Linked DNA regions of Sus scrofa: region 1 is linked to region 2. Evidence: chromatin contacts called from public HiChIP or PLAC-seq data. All regions are on one chromosome and are shown on one strand. Each heading gives the region's core, a stretch centred on a gene start, on an enhancer-like site or on the middle of the called end of the contact. The rest is flanking DNA. Distances are from core to core; before and after follow the strand shown. Region 1 holds the start of DDB2 (DNA damage-binding protein 2). Region 2 holds the start of NUP160 (nuclear pore complex protein Nup160).

Region 1 (4,246 bases), core at 1,120-3,619, 530 kb after region 2:
CAAGGATATACAGCTACACCTCCAGGCAAAGTAGGATTATTTTAAGCAGTCCCCAGTGTGTAAAAATCCTGGTACAAACAAGGATTTTGGAGTCTGTTGTGTCCTTTGTAATGTAACTCATCTGCCTCTTCCCATCACCTGAGGGAGGTTAAGCCAAGCTCCAAGGCGTCAAAGACCTGCAGATAAAATTCCTAGCCTGAGGCGTCCAAAATTTGGGACAGCCTCGAACCTAGGAACACCCATCCCCCCACTCCAGCCTCTTGCGTGAGAACCCCAAACGGCGGAATTATTAAAGCAGCAGGCGCAGGCAGTACCGGGGCCCTTCAAACAGAGCTTCTTGGCCTCGGGCTCCAGCTCACGGGGGCTTCTGTTCCTCTTGCTCTTGGGGCGTAAAACCACCTCAGGGGTCTTCTGGGTTTCTGGGCGTTTCCTGGGAGCCATCGCGTCCTCCGTGCGAAGGGGTACTATGCCCTATGCCGAGATCACCAGGGGAAGATTGAGAAGCTTCTGGGGAGAAATAAGGGAGGGACCAGGGAGCCCGCTGAGCCACAGGTAAGCCAACTAAGCCAACTTCCCGCCAAACAGGCTCACCGGGAAGGCGGGGGCGCGCGCGGAGAGATGGGAAGTGTGTAAGGGGAGGGCCTCAGCCGCTCCCCAGAGAAAAGGGATGCCGCCTGCCTACGTGTTGGCCCTGAGCTAGTCCAAGTCAGCTGACCTGCCAGAAATAAAAATGGCCGCCAGAGCAAGGCCTCCCGAATTGAAGCCTCTTCAGGGGGGTCTATGCCAGGCCTATGGGCCCCCTCACCCAAGACCGATGCCAATCAAGCCTTCGGCTCCGCCTTCTCTACTTTCTAATTGGTGACCACACCCTCTCGGGCTTTGTGATTGGCTGATCCGTACAGTTGGTGTGGGGCGGCTTTATACAATGCTGTCCGCTTCCCCGCTGTGAAAACCGAGCCGATTCCTTCCGCCGGCCTTGCGGTCTGTGGCAATTACTTAAATGTCTCCAGCTCCGTCGAATCTCAGCTTCTCTGTAGAAAGTGGTTAAAACTCAAAGCTTTTAATTAAAGTTTCTCCAAACCTGTTGAGTGTCTGCCCAAAGAGCAGCGTGGGACAGCGACGATGGGCCTATACAGCGTGCAGCTAACTGGGCTGAGGCCTTGTGCACACGATTTCAGCCAAAGGCCAAGGCAGGGAGTCTCATAGGTGTCCCGCCCGGCCCGACAGGGAGATAGTTTGGATGCACCCCACTTTCCGCGACGAGCCAGGCAGAAGCTGGGGTTAGTCGGACTGCTGGTCCTTTCCTTCCACCCGCCAAGTCTGGTGCCAGATGCTTTGGGAGGGTGAGAGGAGGCAAACATGCATTAGTGGTAGATCCTACACTCCAGGAGCTTTCAGACAGGTAGGGACAGAATAGAGTTGCAAAAATATCTCTTGAAAGGAATGAATACTCCAAAAGAAAAGCTGGAAAAAGCTTTCTTCCAATCAGCACAAGGTGTTAGAAATGGCAACCACCAGGGGAAAGGGCACGCTGGTGGCTTCTCCTCTGCAGACCTGTAGCTCCGTTACAGAAGCAAGTTGTCCCCAGCCCACTTACTAAGACCAGCCATTAGTTTCACCTCTGCAGGGTGCTCATTTCTGGGGGATCCTTAATGACCCTTCCGCTAAAACGTTTACAATCTACTAAGAGGAAAAATACATGTGAAACAAGTCAAACAATTCAAGATAGAACACAACTGAGTACTATATTGTAAGCCAACAAACACTTTTAGATGCATTCAGAAAATATAATCTAATGGAGAAAGAATATTTAGGAAAAGCTCATAAGGAAAATGGGATTTTGTGGAGTTTGGGGATGGGAGGGGGGCAGAGAAGAGCATCCTAGGAGAAGAAACAGACTGGTAAAAGTTAGGAATGAGTGTGAGAACCATGAGAAAAAGAAAAATCAGCTCCTGGCATCTGGGAGCTGGCCTGGTACTATTAGCTAAGCCTTAACGTTCTGTCCAAATAAACAATTTCACAAAACATCAGCACAGACAAGGCCATTCTGTGACCATGATAGATCAACACAAAAACAAGATCACTGCACACAGAAAAAAGTATGAACATTGTCCAAACCACAAAAAAAATGACCAAACAGACCCTTATTATTTAGCTAAAATGAGTGACTGCAGGTTCTTTGCTAATCACAGCTTTGGCTTTGCTTCATTCCCCCCACCTTATAGATAAGGTTTATTGATGCCCAATCATAGGATCACCCCTGTTTCCTTTCGGCCTCCAATCCAGAGCAAAACTTCACTTCTTTGAACTATTATCCAAGCCATCCAACACAAACCAATCCTGTAAGTTCTTTCTAATACCTTCACTCTTTTTTTTTTTTTTTTTTGTCTTTTAAAGGCTGCACCCACAGCATATGGAAGTTCCCAGGCTAGAGGTCTGATCGGAGCTGTAGCTGCTGGCCTACACCACAGCCACAGCAACACCAGAACTGAGCCGTGTCTGAGCACTACACAACAGCTCATGGCAATGCTGGATCCCCAACCCACTGAGCGAGGCCAGGGATCGAATCTGCTTCCTTGTGGGTACTAGTCAGATTTGTTACCACTGAGCCATGACTGGAACTCCCTCTAATACCTTCTTACAGAGATGTCCCACCATTCCCCGTGGTATGCATGTTCTGTTGCAATGAGCAGTAGACCTAGAGTTCAACCACAGGAGTGTCCCTGGTGGAATTTGGCTTGGGGCATTAAAATTTATAAATAGGATAGGAGGAGAAAATTGATCACATTAAGGATTTGTGCAAAGTAAGAGAGGCCAGATCAAGGGGGTGGTTGAATAGTGGCAAGCAGGAGAATTCATTCTACTGACATCTGTCAAAAACATACTCTGACATTATTCCAGTCAAAGAGAAAGCTGAAATTAAACATGCTCTTGTTTCCTAGAGTTTCCTGGTGGCCCAGTGGGTTAAGGTTCTGGCATGGTCATTGCTGTGGCTCTGGTTACTGCTGTGGCAAGGGTTCAATCTTTGGCCTGGGAACTTCGGTATGTTGTGGGTGTGGCCAAAAAAATACTCTTTTTTTTCCCCATGGAGTGTGCCTTTTATTTTATTTATTTATTTATTTTTTTTGTCTTTTTGCTATTTCTTGGGCCGCTCCCGCGGCATATGGAGGTTCCCAGGCTAGGGGTCCAATCGGAGCTGTAGCCACCAGCCTACGCCAGAGCCACAGCAACGCAGGATCCGAGCCGCATCTGCAACCTACACCACAGCTCACGGCAACGCCGGATCGTTAACCCACTGAGCAAGGGCAGGGACCGAACCCGCAACCTCATGGTTCCTAGTCGGATTCGTTAACCACTGCGCCACGACGGGAACTCCAAGTGTGCCTTTTAATAGATAAACATACAGCTACTGTAGAGTGTTATAAGCTTGGTGAGAGAGGAACCATTGGATTCTGGAGGGGCAGGGGGCACAGAAAAAGGACACTTGAACTCAGCTTGGAGTGGGGTAAAGAAGGGACAGTGTCAAGGAAGACTTCTCAGAAAAGGTGATACTTAAGCTTAATCTGGAGGGGAAATCGAGGGAGAGGAGAGTGGGAGAGCATTCCAGGCAGAAGGAGCAGAAAGGCAAGGAGGTAATAGTTGGCCATGTTGGATTCATGAACAAAGGAAATGTCAGGTTTTCCCAGAATCCCTTTTAGTATTGAAGACTCTTCCATGGTAGACTAAAAAACAAACAAACAAAAAAACCCATGTGTGAGCAGTGGAAACCTCCCTTGCACGTACCAGTAAAATGCTTTGCCTCAGGTTGTATGCTGGGCCTTCCTTACCCTGGATTTTGCTTTGTTTTACCAAAAGCAGCAGCTCAGGGACTTGATGTCAGATGTTCCCATCTGGTGAACCATTAGGTGCAGAGTGGACAAAAGCAAATAATGCTTTTTTTTTTTTTTTTTTTTTTTTTTGCTTTTTAGGGTTGTACCCACAACATATGGAGGCTCTCAGGTTAGGAGTCAAATCGGAGCTACACCTGCTGGCCTACACCACAGCCACAACAACAACAAAGCAGGATCCCAGACACATCTTCGACCTACACCACAGCTCAAGGCAATGCAGGATCCCTAACCCACTGAGTGAGGCCAGGGATCAAACCTGAAACTTCATGGTTACTAACCGGATTCGTTTCCACTGAGCCACAACGAGAACTTCAATACATATTTTTTTGATACTGCTGATCTGATAATGAGGCGAA
Region 2 (4,288 bases), core at 1,363-3,862:
GCTCAGTCTCAGGGCATCAGATTGTAATAGGTGCTTTCTCCCCTCAGGCAAAATGTTTCCCCATACTCTGTTCAGTCTCCTGGCATGTCCATCAGCACCAGTTTGACAGATGTGCTCAGACAGGACTGACTCTCACTTGGATTCAGGTTAGGACTCCCGCTGTATGAAGACAGCAGTATATAGTGGGGACCAAAAAAGGGCTTCTCCTTCAAGAAGCTGCAGAAATTAAAAGAAGAAAAGTTAATTAGGGACAAAGACTTTGAAAATCAGGGCACCAGGAGTCCCTGAAAGTTTTTAAGAAGTGCTATAGACTGAATGTTTACCCACTCTCCCCAGATGAAACTGTTGAACTTAATATGATGGTATTTGAAGGTGGGGCTTTGAGGAGGTCCCGTGTGTGGGTTTGTTCTGCACTAACAAGTAGCTAACTCAATTCCCCATGGATAGTGACCGGGCGTTCCACAAGTTTAATTCAATTCTGACTTCAGATTGTGTGGGTTAAGGGCTGACCCACAGGACTGCCCCCACTTCAGATGCCAATCACAAGTCCAGGTGTTCACCTTTGCTTCTGATTGGCTATAAATCAGAGGTTCCCACAATGCTCTCCTCGGGTTTGGTAAATTTGCTAGAGCAGCTCGCAGAACTCAAGAAACCAGGTTATTTTTTTGGATTACCAATTTATCAGAAAAGGAATTAAAGAATACAATGAATAGCTAGATGAAAAGATACGTAAGGCAAGTTTCCAAATGCAGGAGCTTCTATTCCATGGAGTTTAGGGCCTGGCACATAGATGTATTCTGGTTCATCAACTTGGAAGCTTTCAACCCCATCCTTCTGGCTTTTTGGAGGCTTCATTACAGAGGCAAGACTGATTAAATTATTGGCCACTGTTAACTGAACTTAATCTCCAAAGGTTGGGGTGGTAGGGCTAAAAGTTCCAAACCTCTAATCAAGTGGTTGTTTCCCCTGGCAATCACTGCCCCCGCCCCCAACCTCAGGTTACCTAGAAACTTTCCAAAAATGACTTCATTAACATAACATAGGATAGTCATCCTCTTATCACTAAGGGAATTACAAGAGTTTCAGGTTCTCTGTGACAGGAAGAGGGACAAAGACCAAATATAATGTTCTTATTATAAATTACCATCCCAAGGGATTCAATTGTGAGGGTGGAGCCCTCACGAAAAAGGGATTGGTGCCCTATTAAAAAAAGACCCTACAGGGAGTTTCCATCATGGCTCAGTGGGTTAAGAGTCTGACTAGTACCCATGAGAGTGCAGGTTCAATCCCTGACCTTGCTCAGTGGGTTTAAGGACCCACTTTATCCCATGAGCTGTGGTGCAGGTCGCAGATGCAGCTTGGATGTGGCACTGTTGCGGCTGTGGCGTAGGCCAGCAGCTGCAGCTCCAATTGGACCGCTAACTTGGGAACTTCCATATGCCACAGGTGCAACCATAAAAAAGCAAAAACAAACCAACAACAAAAAAAATCCCCACAATTTAAGGACACGGCACAAGAGATGGCTGTCTATAAATCAGGAAGCTGACTCTCACCTGACGCTGAATCTGCTGGTCTCTTGATTTTGGACTTCCCAGGCTCCAAAACTGTGTGCAGTACGTGTTAGCTGTTTAAGCCACCCAGCATATAGTATTTTGTGAAACAAGAAGAAACAAAATGTAAGTGGTGTTTAGGAACAGTTAGAGTGTATTTGTAAAATGGAGAGGCAGGGAGAACAACAGCAAAATAAGATCAACTGGAGTTGTTTCCATTATCTAAGAATGAAATGTGGAAGACTGTTGAGGAAAAGTATGAATGTAAAGGAAAGACAAGAGAATGTTCCTGATATCTATTGCTGGCTAACAAATTACCCCAAACTTAGTGACTTTTGACTCTCTCACCAGACATCTCTCACTTTAAGTAACTTGAGAGCCCTTCCATGTGGTCTCTCCCCATGATTCCTCCAGGATGGCAACCCCAGGATAGCTGAATTTATTAGATGGCTTCCCTCCTAGTTAGCACTCCAAGAGAGAAACAGACTCTGTTAAGGCTAGTCTGGGAGTTTCTGTCCTGGTGCAGCGGAAGCAAATATGAGCAGGAACCATGTGGTTTCCGGTTAGGTCCCTGGCCTCGCTCAGTGGGTTGAGGATCTGGCGTTCCCATGAGCTGTGGTGTCGCAGAGGCGGCTCGGATCTGGTGTTGCTGTGGCGGTGGCATAGGCTGGCGGCTACAGCTCCGATTGGACCCCTTGCCTGGGAACCTGCATGTGCCGTGGGTACGGCCCTAAAAAGGACAAAAGACCCAAAAAAAAAAAAAAAATTAAAAGGCTAATCTGGCACAGAGTCACTTCTGCTGTGTTCAATGAGTTACAGCAGTTACAGAGCCCTCCCAGATTCCAGAGGAAGGGACAAAGACCCACCTCCTGATGGGAAAAAGTCAAAGAATTTGTGGTCGTCTTTAATCTGTCATGTTGATACATGAGATTTAGACTAACTTTCCCCTTGAAGACTGGCATTTTCCTCCAAATCCAGCATCTACTCTGCCCTAAATGCAGGTAAAGCACAAGACCTTCCAAACAGATCACAAATGGAAGATAAAGGAAATTTCTTTCACGTATGCAAGTGAGTAGCATTTAGGGGCTTCAAGCAGGTAACTGCATCAATGTTTAATTAAACACATTATGCTTCATTATACAAGAACACACGAATACAGTCTCTCGAAAAAACCCAACACAAAAGGCCACTCTGCCCTTCACTCCGCCCCCAACCCACGTCGCTGAAAGGTGAAGAAAAGGAGACCAGGCGGAGATTCACTGAGTAACACGGGGAAGCAAGGAGAGGCGATCAAAAGCTCGAAATCCAGTAGATGGCGCCCATCTGCGTGGCCTCCTAGGACCTCGCCCCTCCCTGGAGGCTCTGCCCAGCCGCTGCCCGCGCCGGAGTTTTTAAAATGGAAACAAACCCGGCTCCGCCCCCTTCCCTGAGGCCGCCGGGAAAATGGCACCGCCCCTTGGGGCTTCCTCGCCGGACACGCAAAGGTTCCTGCAGGTAGATCCTGCAAGCTCCCCCTGCCTCCTCTCATCTGGCTTCCTCCTTGCCCACCCTGTCTCCGGCCAGCTCGGTGGAAGCCTCACAACGGTGGGTCGGACAGGCCCTAGACCTTTCCGGGTTTCTTCACCTGTCCGCATCTGTGCTTGCTCCGCCCCCGGAAGTGACGACAGCCGCCCGGCTGGGCTGGTGTCCCGTCAGGCCTCGCGGCGGCGGCGGCGGGAAGATGGCGGCGGCGGGAGCCATGGAACGGAGCTTCGTAGAGCTCAGCGGAGCTGAGCGCGAAAGGCCAAGGCACTTTCGGGAATTCGCAGTTTGCGACATTGGTACGGAAGCATCCAGTAGGGCTCGATGCAGCTCCTGCCCTCGGGATCTTCCCGTGGATCCCTAAATCTCTGTCCTCCAGTTCATCCTCCTGAGCCCACATGCCTCCAGCCCCGGATTCAGAGCTTCATTAGTGTTCTACTTCTTTCTCTTTTTTTCCCCTTTTTGCATGGATTTTCAGTCTGTCACCCTCTGCTTTCTCAGCGCCCTCAGTCCGTGTCATCCCCTGAGAACCACGTGTGCAAGGGTGACCACTCTTCTTTTGCAGGAACTGCAAATGCAGTGGCCGGAGCTGTGAAATACAGTGAGAGCGCGGGAGGCTTCTACTACGTGGAAAGTGGCAAGTTGTTCTCCGTCACCAGAAACAGGTTCATTCATTGGTAAGTGCTGTGTTTGTCAAATCTCCCGAAAGGGCGTTTTGTTCGGCGGCTGAATTTTCGTGACTGTTCCCAAGGTGTCGTTTATTCTCCGAAGTGGTTATAGACAGGAAAAGAGAAAGACTGTTTCCTATTGATATCTGAGTCAGTGGAAAATTAAGCAGGCACAGAGTTCTGGAAGAGGTGCCCTCCCTGGCAGCACTAAAAAGAAGAAATGTAGCTTCGAGGGTAAAGCCCCAAAGATCAGTTCTAAGCATGAAGCCGTTATATTTTTATAGTGCTTTAAGCTTCCTTCATTCTACAAATTAGTCTTGAGTTTTTACATGTCAAGCACTGCTAGGTGTTCTAGGAGTGCAGGGATGAACAAAAACAGTCTCCATTTTCATCCTGCAAGATATAGTAGTGTAAGAATAGATGTGGACACATCTTTCATGGGGCAGTTTTGAGAAGGAAAAAGACATTAAGCTGGAGTTCCCTTGTGGTGCGACAGGTTAAGGATCTGGCATTGTCACTGCAACAGCCCAAGTTGCTGCTGTGACACAG

What was found. HiChIP or PLAC-seq counts read pairs in DNA pulled down with a chosen protein or histone mark.
Region 1: a contact with region 2 is called in an H3K27ac HiChIP or PLAC-seq map of alveolar macrophages. The contact joins the promoter of DDB2 here to the promoter of NUP160 in region 2.

The regions. Positions count from the first base shown.
Region 1 is chr2:15,368,254-15,372,499 of Sscrofa11.1, forward strand. DDB2 (DNA damage-binding protein 2) reads right to left here and starts at 2,370. Exons shown (of 8, transcript XM_013994357.2): 1 at 315-2,370. The coding sequence starts at 441.
Region 2 is chr2:14,837,444-14,841,731 of Sscrofa11.1, forward strand. It overlaps NUP160 (nuclear pore complex protein Nup160), which reads left to right and starts at 2,613. Exons shown (of 37, transcript XM_021085052.1): 1 at 2,613-2,618; 2 at 3,049-3,370; 3 at 3,637-3,748. The coding sequence starts at 2,613.